Regions from separate parts of the Mus musculus genome. Here region 2 is linked to region 1. Evidence: chromatin contacts called from public promoter capture Hi-C data. All regions are on one chromosome and are shown on one strand. Each heading gives the region's core, a stretch centred on a gene start, on an enhancer-like site or on the middle of the called end of the contact. The rest is flanking DNA. Distances are from core to core; before and after follow the strand shown.

Region 1 (5,594 bases), core at 499-2,998:
TTTGCATTGTGCTAAGACAAGACTACTAATCCCTTATATCATGTCTTCAATGGTTGCATATGAATTATCTGTAGTAGGGTGCACGGCTATTATTTAACAAGTTTGATGTGGTGTGGGTGGCTTCCAAAGTAAATCTTAAGAAGCAGTGCCTGTTCTTGAACGCATGATTACTAATCTGCCTCTTAGTCTTACCCATCACTACTCATGCGGTCTTACATTATTGAAGGCTGTTCCAATTCTCTGTTTCAGTTATCTGGTTTGAAAAGTGAGCAGGGCAATAATATATACAAGGCTTGCTTGTCTTCTAACTTCTTCTTTTTCTACAAGAATGATGCATTTCCATTTGTCCCACCCCTCAGGGATGCCAGAGGAAGAATGAATCAACATCTGGACAGTTGAGCAATAGCTAACTCTACTAACTGTATTTTGTTTTCTGCATATTATGGTATTCTGGCATACTTAAAATCCTGACCACAGGGAGGGGCTAACTGCTTCTTAACCAACTCTCACTGAGCCCAGCACCCAACCTTTATCATTCTCAAACACCATGTTGGTATTTCCCTTGCCCTAACTCTTCCTAAAGCTAGATCCTTAAAGACCATCCATATATACAAAGTCTGCTCGACTTCTTCAGTCTAGGAAATCTTAACTGAACCCTGCATTGTGCCCTTCCTCTTTTCCAGTATCTCCAATAAAGAATCTGACACAAGTTTCTCTATTTCATTACTTATGCCTCCTGGCCTAACTCCAATATTCTCCTTGGCTCTGTGAGACATGATGTATCTCTCCTCCTTAGAAAAGTTGAGGAATACATTCTTTTATTTCACAGGACCTCTCTGTGTTGAGCCCTGGTCACCTCCATAAACTAAAATATCATAGCTTCAGATGAAATGGTGACCTTGGATGAGCCATTGGCCTGACTGGTCCCAATGCCTTAAAAATGATGGTTCTATACTAGCTGACATCTAATAACTCTAGCATCACAGAGTTTTATATTCATTTCTACAAATGTATGCTTTAATTATAGTTATTTCGATCTAACTACAATGTCAGCTAGGATTGGCTAGGAAAAGTTATCAAATAATTCTAGCTATGAAAAAGGAAAACATTTGCTTCTCCAAATGGAAGCAAGCCATTTGTGTACCAGCTTCCAGACCAGACCCTTCCTAATGCTGCAGCCTTTTAATACAGTTCCTCATGTCGTGGTGATCCCCAACCATAAAGTTATTTCATTACTACTTTATAACCGTAATTTTGTTACTGCTATGAATCATAATGTAAATATCTATGTTTTCTGATGGTCTTAGGCAAGCCCTGTGAAGAGGTTGTTTGACTTCCAAAAAGGGTGGCAACCGGTAGTTGAGAACCACTGATCCAGGGGCTATAGCCAGAGGCAGGTCTGTACTAAGTAAATTCCATTGCTCTGTCTGGGATGGAAATTATTAAATGCTGCCCCTTCTGGAACTCCCCCCAAATTTTCAGTTACCACCACAGGACTCACCATGTGTGATCTGGGCCCAGATTCCAAGAGCAGTTGTAAGAATGAGGAAGGAGAGGGCAGTATGAAAAGGCTTCATCTTCTTAGTGGGCAGACCCAGCTGGCCTTCAGACTGCTTGCTGTTCCTGGCCCGGTCTTGCTATTTATACATGTAAGAGGATCAGGAAGTCCCTGGGGTACAGCTCATAATGCCCTCCTTTGACTACATAACACCCAACATGCTAGTTCTAAGAGAGGGAACAGTGTGCAGTGGGAAGTGGAGGGCAAAGGTGACTTGGGGCTTTCCAAAGTTCAAATTGATTCAGAGAGAGTAAATATTTCCAGAAGGATTTCTCCTTTTATAAAATTCATTCACTCCTTTAGCTCTGGCCACAGGGTGGGAGTGAGGGATCCTTCTAGACCCCTGATGAGAGGTTAGCTTGGAGGACGCTGGCTTATGCTCATTGACAGCTGACCGACAGATATAGATTATAAAAGTAAACTTATATGTCTTGCCAGAGATATATAAAATTGTTGTCAACTCCTTCTTTAATTATTTTTCTTTAATTTTTAAAGATTTATTTTATATCCATGTTTTGCCTGCATGTGTGTATGTCTACCACATACATGCAGTGCTGTGCAGGTCAGAAGAGGGTGTTAAATTCCCTGGTACTAGAGTTACAGATGGTTGTGAGCCATCATGTGGATGCTGAGAACTGAAGCCAGCAAGTGTCCTTAACCGCTGAGCCAACTCTCCAGCCCCTTTAGATATTTTTAATATACTTTAACATCAGAGGAAAAAAAATCTTTAGAACGTCTGTCAGAAGAAACATCTAAGGCTGGTTGGGGTGGTGTTCACCACTTGGTGTCAGCACTTGGGAGCCAGAGGCAGGTGTGTGTGTGTGTTTGAGGCCAGTCTGGTCTACACACTCAGTTATCCAATCTCCGTGAGTTTGTGAATGTTTGCTGTTCATTTGTGGTTTTAGTCTGATGTGGTCAAATAGAATAGGAAGAGAGGGCTAAAGAGCCAGCTCACTGGTTTAGAGCACTTGTTGCTTTTTCAGAGGACCCAGGTTCAGTCTTCGTGAGTTTCATTAGCCTCTTTCTATCAAGGGAGGATCCCCTTTCTCCTTGAGTTATGAAGGAGCCCTTTGCTGGCAATACTGTCCTGGGCTGGAGGTTCATGTCTTCCAAAGCTTGAGGAACGCCTCTCCAAGCTCTCTGTTACGCTGATGGACATCTCCTGACACATGACTTAGTGGTTCTCTCTTGATGCTTTTTACACATTTTCTTTGTTTTGAATACTTAGTACTATAACTTTAATTATAATATGACAAGAAGAAGTTCTTTTTGGGTCTTGTCTCTTTGGTGTTCTAAATGACTTCTCTATTTGATTAGATGTTTCTTTGCCTAATTTAGGAAATTTTTTTTGGCTATGATTTCACTGGAAATGTTTTCTGTGCATTTGGAAAGAACTTCACTCTTTTATATCTGTGATTATTAGACTTTATCTTCTCCTCATGTATTAAATAGCCCAAAGTCCAACTCATGCCTTTTCATTAATTCATCTTTTTCCTTGACACTTTCTGCTCCCAGTGCCTTGTCTTCAAGCTCAGATATGCTGTCCTTTTCTTGACTGATTCTACTGGTAAGGCTTTCTGCAGAATTTTTAATTTGACTTAATTGTATTTTGGATCTCCAGTAGTTTGCTATGGTCCCCTCCCCCAATGGTTCTATACCCTATTTACTTCCTCCTACTTCCTCTTCCTTCCTTCCTTCCTTCCTTCCTTTCTTTCTTTCTTTCTTTTTTCTTTCTTTCTTTCTTTCTTTCTTTCTTTCTTTCTTTCTTTCTTTCTTTCTCTCTCTCTTTCTCTCTTTCTTTCTTTCTTTTTTTCTTTCTTTCTTTCTTTCTTTCTTTCTTTCTTTCTTTCTTTCTTTCTTTCTTTCTTTTTAGATTTGTATTTATTTATTATATACAAGTACACTGTAGCTGTCTTCAAACACTCCAGAAGAGGGCATCAGATCTCATTACAGATGGTTGTGAGACACCATGTGGTTTCTGGGATTTGAACTCAGGACCTTTGAAAGGGCAGTCAGTGCTCTTAACCACTGAGCCATCTCTCCAACCCAACTTCCTTTTTCATATCATGTATCAAGCTCCTTATTTAATCCAGGTGTTTATGTTCTCTTGGGATGCTCCTTTCATGCATGGAGATGGGAGAGGAGGACCAGTCAAGCTATAAACTCTTGCTGGACAGTGGTGGCACACGCCTTTGATCCCAGTACTCAGGAGGCAGAGGCAGTCAGATTTCTGAGTTTGAGGCCAGCCTGGTCTTCAGAGTGAGTTCCAGGACAGCCAGGGCTACACAGAGAAACCCTGTCTCAAAAACAAACAGACAGACAAACAAAAAACAAAACAAACAAAAAGCTCTAAACTTTTGTATTTCCTGTGGTTTATGCTGATGTTGAGTTTGTATTGGACAGGAGTGTAATGTCCATGTGCAAGGTCTTCTCTTTTGTATTTCCCATTCTTCACATGACAGGTTCTGCAGGCCTCCTGGGTTTCCTTTTATGGTCTGGACAGATTCTTGCATCCTCCTGAGACAGATTGTAACGCTGGGGTGCTGTATGCTTTGTCTGGAGGGTGATTCCCCAAGTGTGCTGGGAATGTGGGAGGAAACCACAGCACTGAGTTGGTTTAAGCAGAGGACCTATTTCCATACTTTCAAGACCTCTTGAATATGAATCACCCTGCTGGGGGAATGCCACTGTGAGTATTGTGTTGGTTAGTTTAATGGGCAACTTGATATAACCTAGAATCACTGGGAAGAGAGTCTTAATGAAAGATTATCTAGATCAGGTTGGGCATGCGTACGGGAGATTGTTAATTAAAGTGGGAAGACCCATCTGGAAAGTGATGGCACCATTTCAGGTGCTGGACCCTGGAGTGTGTAAGAAAGTTCTATGCAATCGAGGAGTGATTATTTCTCTGTTCTTGATTGCGGATGTGCAAACTCCTGCCAGTTACTTCCCTCCTATGATGGACTGTAATTTGGGTTGTAAGCTAAAATACATCAGTTCTTCCCTTATGCTGCTTTTTGTCAGTATATAGGTATCGTGCACAAACTTGGAACTTCGGAATTCTTGGGTCCATGGCAGTGAACAATAGCTGGCTCTAGGATTTGATCCATCTGCCTGCTTTAAGTTCAAAACCCATCAAATCCAGAATTATTTTCATTTGAGGAACCTGTTCCTGGTCACTGAGGGCAGGGCTCTCAGCCTGAGCTGACCTCCTGGAACTTGATCCTTTAGCTTGTCCATAGTCACCCCTCCAGCTCTCCACAAGTCAATTTCCCTCACCTAGAGGTTGTGGCAAGCCAAATTATGGCTCCCCAACTGATAGAAATTCTCCCATCTCAGGCCCCCAGCATAGCTCAGTTTTGAATAATAGACTTTATCTCAAGATGGCACTTGGCTGCTGCCTTCCCGATCATCTATATCAACGAATGATATTTCTTTCCACCACTGACCCATGCAAATGAGGAATTACTGTCTCAGCAAACCTACACCTAGATTCTGAGAGGAGCAGGCATGACCAGTGGCTGGAAGCTGTTAAGTAACTGCATTCACCAGTTACTTCTCAGCATGGGGTGTTTTTTTTCCCTGCCCTTCCCCCACCAGGTTTGGTTCCAAGTCCTGCATTCTCTCTCAGGGAGTCCAGAACTCTGCTGCTCACCAAGCTGGAAGGAAGAAGTGGAACCTGGAACAGGTGAGGTCTGCAGGATGCCAGCCCAAGTGGGAGTGCTGGGAGGGGGCTTGGAGGGATGGTCTCCAAGGATTTTAGTGTTATATCTCTCAATGAAACAGCTCTCATAGATGATCTTCAGTGAAACAGCTTGTGCACATACCTGTTATTCAGGGTGGACCAGGGCTATTTATGAATCTTGGAGAGAGGGAAGAAGATTTCAGGGTGAATGCAAATCATCGGCTGGAACTTAAAGAATTGGGAATGCTTCATTTGCATGGAGAGGTATTCCAGGAATCCTATACTTGCTGGGCAGGTTCTTAAGGGGATGCGTTGGGGAGGAAATTGAACTTGTTGGTTTGACTAGAACTA
Region 2 (6,115 bases), core at 295-2,794, 130 kb after region 1:
GGAGCCACCACAGTTTCTCCATCTTCTCTCCTAACCCTGGTTCATTATCTCATCAATCCAGATTCTTCTTACCTTTCTCTGTTTCTCTGCTTCTCAGGACTCTGAAACCTCTTGAATTCTTCAGTAGACAGTTAGCCTTTTGCAGTCTTTCCTGTAACACATGTTTATATGGACATAGGAGGATATATAAAAATGTATTTATTGTTGTCATATAGTATGTTATCTGAGAGGTTATATTAATAACTAAAGTTAGAACAAATATTTTTCTCTTTGCCTGGGCCCGGGCTGCCAAGGAAAGCAGAACTGTCTGGCCCGTTGCTTCCAATGAAGCTGCTGTATCTCAAGCCAAGTGATGGTTGTGGGCTCCTTAAATTCCAGCAGTGGGGAGGCAGAGGCAGGTGGATATCTGAGTTTAAGGTCACCCTGGTCTACAGGGCAAAGTCCAGAACATCCAGGGCTACACAGAAAAATCCTGTCACAAAAATAACAAACAAACAAGAACAAAAGACACAAATAAACAGAAACCCCACTGCTATATATTATGATTTTATACATATTATATAAATTATAACATTACAAAAAATATTATAAATAATGAACTTGCCTGTGTTTCTGACAAAGCAAGCACACAATAAAGGAGGAATGTTACACACACCCTAGAATGTCTCCTCAATCTGAAGGAAGGACTAGAAATAAAGGGAGCAAAGTAAGTGACCACACAAACCCCTCAAACCCTGAGAAGACACCCTACAGAGAGAAGACACTGCAGAGCCAGCACGTGGTGACTGAATCTTTCCCACAGACTTGGACTGTCCAGCTACAATTTTGTCACTGAGAGTGTATAGTCTGGAGAGCAAAAGAGTCAGGCTCTCTGCTGAGGGACAAGGGACACTGCATGTTCTCCTAGGCCTCCCATCCCTCCACGGCTCACATATGCAGCCTTCTGTATAAAGACCTGACTTATAGAAAAGCATTGGTCGAAGACAACCTCTCATCATCAGGGAGCCTGCCTACTTACTTTCAACTGACCCTTGCCAATTGGAAGTCATTGAGTATCTGCTTTTCCAGGAGTGACTTCATTACCTACATCTGCAGGTAGGAGGGGCCCAGATCCACAGTGTTTCAGATTCTCATCTGTAGAGCTGTAAAGACACAAACCCCATCTTTCCCAGAAGAATGCTACATCATTATGTAACTGGATGTCCAGGAAGCCACCAGTGGGCCCTGACACTCCTTACTGGCTGTCTCTGCTCCAGCTCTTACTGTGAGACACAGTGCTACACAGCAATAAATATTTCCCTTGCTCATCATTCACACAAGGGCCAAGATGTGGTGTAACAACTCACATGGTAAGGAAATGAGTTTGAGACTATTTTGTGATTTTGTTTAGCATCTATCAAAGACCAATTAGAGAGAAGTCACTTATGAAACTGGAAAAAGGAACCTGGTGATGGGCAGGCACTTTCTGGAAAGCTCTTGTTTTCATGCATTTCCCCATTGACTGCTTCCTCCCACACCCATAATTCTAGCTTTACTGAGGCTATAAATTATTTCATGAGTTCAGCCGAGCCAGAGCCAACATGAAGACAGCCACAGTCTTGTTTCTGGTGGCTTTGATCACTGTGGGGATGAACACTACCTATGTAGTGTCTTGCCCCAAAGGTAAGTGTGTTAAGGGCATCCAAGCTGGAAAGAGAGGGGACTCTAGAAGATCACTAGGACCAGGGGATGCATTATTACAGGGAAAGCCATGTGACAACTGCTTGGATCACACTCACTCCCTTTAGTCTATATAGAGTGATCATTCTGCATTCCTTAGCGTTCTTAAAGACAGAGGCTGGCAGGAGGGGGTTTAGTTTGAGAGAAACTTGCACAGAAATCAGGACAGCTCCGCTAGTTTAGAGATGTGCCTTGCATTAGAGTCCTGTGGGAGCACTTGCTCAGAGATGAACCATGGGTCTGGTGTAAAGAGAGGTGTGGCTGTCATTAGAGTATTTATGGCATCTTCTGAGGTGTAAAGACAGGCTACGATGGTAGAAGTTTCTTTCTACTGAGACTGCATAGGCTGTGGAGGTGGAGAATATGCTCTGAGGGCCTGAATCAACAGCTTGGCTTTAGAGCAGGACTGGAGCTGGTGAAGCTGAGGGAAGAGCCCTGAGTTGTAAAAGGACATTATAGAGTAAGCTCTCCAGCAGGTGATGTGACTTCAGATCTCTAGCATCAATTCTCCACCTTGTTTCATGTCTGTTTTCTGGCTACATAAATATCATTGTATATTTCAGAATTTGAAAAACCTGGAGCTTGTCCCAAGCCTTCACCAGAAAGTGTTGGAATTTGTGTTGATCAATGCTCAGGAGATGGATCCTGCCCTGGCAACATGAAGTGCTGTAGCAATAGCTGTGGTCATGTCTGCAAAACTCCTGTCTTTTAAGTGAGTATAGTCCTGTGTTTTACTTTTCCATTGTTGTAATAGGACACCATGACCAAGGGAACTTAGAGAAGGAAGTTTTGGGGGGGACTTACAGATTCAGAGAGTAAGTTCATGTCCCTGGTGTTTGGGAACAATATAGCAGGCAGGAATGCATGGGACTGGAGCATTGCCTGCAGGCTTACATTTTGAAAAGCAATCCTGAGGCAGAGAGTAAGCTAACTGGGGAGGATATGGGCCTCTGAAAGCTCCCAGCCTGTCCCCTGAGATACAATTCCTCCAACAAATCCATACCTCCCAACATATATTTCCAAAGTTTTAAACCTGTGAACATATTATTCAAATATATAAGGCTACAAGAGCCTTTATCATCCATATTACAACATCCTGTCAAGGTATGTCCAAGGGACTTAGTCAGTTTCCAGGGGACTTTCCTTGGACAGCCCCATGGCCTTTGTACACTGGCTACACACAAGAGTCTGGATATGTGCAAGAGAAAGGAACTGGAAGAAGAAGGAAGGACACCAGGTTACATGATCTGTGCCTTCTACACTGCAAAGACATTTCCACCATGACTAAACTGACACAAGCCACCACAACTTAGACCCACATGGTCATAGACTGGGACATCTCACTCTTCTCCACCCCAGCCAAAAAGGGTTGACACTCTCAGGAAAACAAGTGTCCCTGGTAGGGAGAAGACAATGAGGTTAATGGCAACACTCATTTACTGAACACCTTCAAGTCAGGCAGGCATGTGTTACAATGGCGATTCAAAGGCCAATGTAACTAGACTGTAGAAATGTATGTCAGCGTGAACTTTGCACCAGTTTCTAGTAAGTTCTAAGAGTGGTTACTAGCTTTGTCAGGGAAGATGTCAGAGTGGAGATCAATAATTAGAACACTCAAAGTCCCCCAGACAAGGGAGTCAGGTTCAGACAATGGGGATACTGTAAGCCCTAGTTGAGAGTTCGGGGATTTATTGTTCCAGTTAAATGTGGTATCTCGGTTGGACATTCTAAAACAAGCCCACATCCAATCAGCATTGAGCTGCCAAGCAGAGAGTAAGGGCTGAACAACTAGAGGTTTCTTAGCAAAGGAAATGGCATAATCAAATCTGCATTGTAGATGGTTGACAGCCATGTGGAAGATGGATTCAATCTTCATAAACATGAATGATGGCCAGCCCCAGAAGATTTCTTCTGAATTCACAGAGCCTGTGCTTGGCTACTTCCTAGCCCTAGAATTGCATTCTTGGACAAGGAAGATCTATATTGTGGTGACAATGCCCTAATATGTCTGTGTCCAAAATAAACTACCCTTAGCATTCTTCTTGTTGTACAGTTCTTATTTTCCCATCCCATTGACTCTTCTAATCAGCGGCGCCATCCCTGCAGCCTCCCTTGAACACTGGGCCTCAGGATCCGAGCAGTCCCACGACAAGGTCCTCCAAGTTAATTCCTCTCCCCCTACCTTGTTCATATGTAGAAACAAGGCAGAGGACATAAGAATGTTTTCTGGGGGCATTCTCAAACATAAGTCTAGTCAAGCAAACAAAATGAACTGATTATGGCTCATAGAGCAGACCTGCTGGAACTGCATTTATTTAATGGATGATAATACAGGACAAGCAGGAGGGGCTAAGGAACTCTCTATTGTAAAGCAATACAACATCCTGCAGCAGTGGATATCAAACTCCTAGGCACAAGCATGACCTCTGGGGTATGGGTTCTTCTTAGCAGGAGTTAGGAGGCTGGAGAGCTGTATCAGTGGTAATAGCACATACTGCTCTTCCAGAGAACCTCAGCACAGTTCCAAGAGTCCCCGAGAGGTGTCCAGAACTTACTGTTACTCCAGATCCAGGTGGGATTTAACACCTTTGGTCTCCTCAGACTCCTGCATCCAGTGCAGGTATACCAACACACCTCACTACACATGAACATGATTTAAAATAATGTTTAAACATTTGAGAGTGGTACATTTAAAAATCTGACTTCCTGTCTATTGGAAGATAGAACTCACCTGAAATGCTACCAGGGATTTTGGGCCCATTCCTATCCTACAAGAGCAGTATTGAGATCTGTGAGGTGGTTTTCTTCATCCCCTGGCTTTACTGGATGGGGTGCAAGCCATGTCCAGGCTTGACTGCTGCTTCTCTCTGAATTGTTGGGGTTCATGAAGGATGCTGCAGAGGATCAGCGATGAAAAGGCAAGCCCTCTGTTCAGAGGAGAATCTCTCCAGGACATGTTTAGCATCTGTTATATTTTCTTGATCTCTCCACTTCATCTACAAGCCTAAGGTGTCCCATATCTGTCTCTATCACAACACTGTTCCTCTGTCTCTCATAGCTGACATTGTTTGTGATGATCTATGTCACCTTCTGTGTAGCCTCATTGTCTGTCTTTATTCTTGCTCACGCATCTGGACCTGCCATCCATCTGTCCTCCAGTTCCTTCATCCAGGCCTGGTTCTGCTCTTTGCTTCTGCAGTTTAACTCAACAACTGGACAGCTTTGCTTTCAAGATGATGACATGAAGTAGCCTCACTTGCAGCCATCACAGTTTCTCCAGCTTCTCCACTAAACTCTGGTTCATTAGATCATCAATCTAGATTCTTCTTACATTTCTCTGTATCTCTGCTTCTCAGGACTCTGAAACTTCTTGAATGCTTCTGTGGCCTGTTAGTCTTTTACAGCCCTTTTTGTAGCACACACACACACACACACACACACACACACACACACACACACAACACAGAGAGACACATTTACAGTTTGTTATGTAGTATGTGATCCAAGAGTTAGCAGTAATAATTAGGGTTGAAATAGAAAAAGCTGTGTTTTCTTGGCCAAAGTTGCCAAAGAAAGCAAAACTGTCTGACCAGTTGTTTCCTTACGACTGCTGTGTCTTAAGCTAATTGGTAATTGTGTATACCTTTAATCCCAGAGCTAGTGAGGCACAGGCAGGTGGATCTCTATGGTTGAGGCAAGCCTGGTCTACAGAGCCAGTTCCAGGAAATCCAGGGCAATAGAGAAAAACTCTGTCACAACAAACAAAAAACAAACAACAAAAGCCAAAAAAAACAAAAAACAAGCAAGCAAGCAAACAACAATCAAAACCCCACAACACTGCTGTTGTGAGTTTATGGTTATTCCAAAAACATGGCATTAAAAACAAATAGAAGGGGTTTTGTTTTGTTTGCCTATGTTTTGACATGACATCCACACAACAGAAGGGGAAAGTTACAGATACCCAGGAATGTCTCCTCAACATGATGGAAGGACTGGACACACATGGAACAAAGCATGTAACCAAACAAACCCCCTCAACCTCTGAGAAGGAACCATACAGAAAGAAGACATTCCAAAGTCAGCCCATGGTGTGTAGGGCATTCCCACAGCTCTTGGACTGTGCAACTACAGCTCTGTCTCTGAGTCTATAGTCTGGAGAGCAAAGTAGGCAAGCTCTCTGCTGGGGACAAGAGATTCTGCATGCTCTCCTATGGCTCTCATCCTTCCACTGCTCAAGTATGTAGCCTTCTGTATGAAGACCTGACTTACAGAAAAGCACTGGTCAAAGAACCAGCCATCATACTGGAACCTGACTCTTTATTTTCAACCGACCCCAATCAGTTTGAAGTCTCTGAGTATCCATCTCTTCCGGGAGTGACTTCATTACCTATTCTGC

Evidence for each region. Capture Hi-C pulls out chosen DNA fragments and counts their contacts.
Region 2: a promoter capture Hi-C map of liver shows a contact between it and region 1. The contact joins the promoter of Wfdc17 here to the promoter of Ccl9 in region 1. A contact is called at or near these places in 10 of 39 promoter capture datasets (the C10 cell line, the HPC-7 cell line, the SN4741 cell line and 7 more), 1 of 15 datasets of contacts at CTCF or cohesin (the NIH/3T3 cell line), 7 of 484 Hi-C or Micro-C datasets (B cells, bone marrow-derived macrophages, centroblasts and 4 more), 10 of 115 datasets of contacts at active chromatin or transcription factors (the NIH/3T3 cell line, bone marrow-derived macrophages, cardiomyocytes and 3 more) and 6 of 9 other capture datasets (adipose tissue, bone marrow-derived macrophages, embryonic stem cells and 3 more).

The regions. Positions count from the first base shown.
Region 1 is chr11:83,576,888-83,582,481 of GRCm38.p6, forward strand. Ccl9 (chemokine (C-C motif) ligand 9) reads right to left here and starts at 1,749. Exons shown (of 4, transcript NM_011338.2): 1 at 1,502-1,749. The coding sequence starts at 1,577. E230016K23Rik (RIKEN cDNA E230016K23 gene) reads left to right here and starts at 5,174. Exons shown (of 9, transcript NR_036453.1): 1 at 5,174-5,246.
Region 2 is chr11:83,702,512-83,708,626 of GRCm38.p6, forward strand. Wfdc17 (WAP four-disulfide core domain 17) reads left to right here and starts at 1,545. Exons shown (of 3, transcript NM_001081957.1): 1 at 1,545-1,662; 2 at 2,283-2,431; 3 at 3,557-3,758. The coding sequence starts at 1,581. The coding sequence ends at 2,431.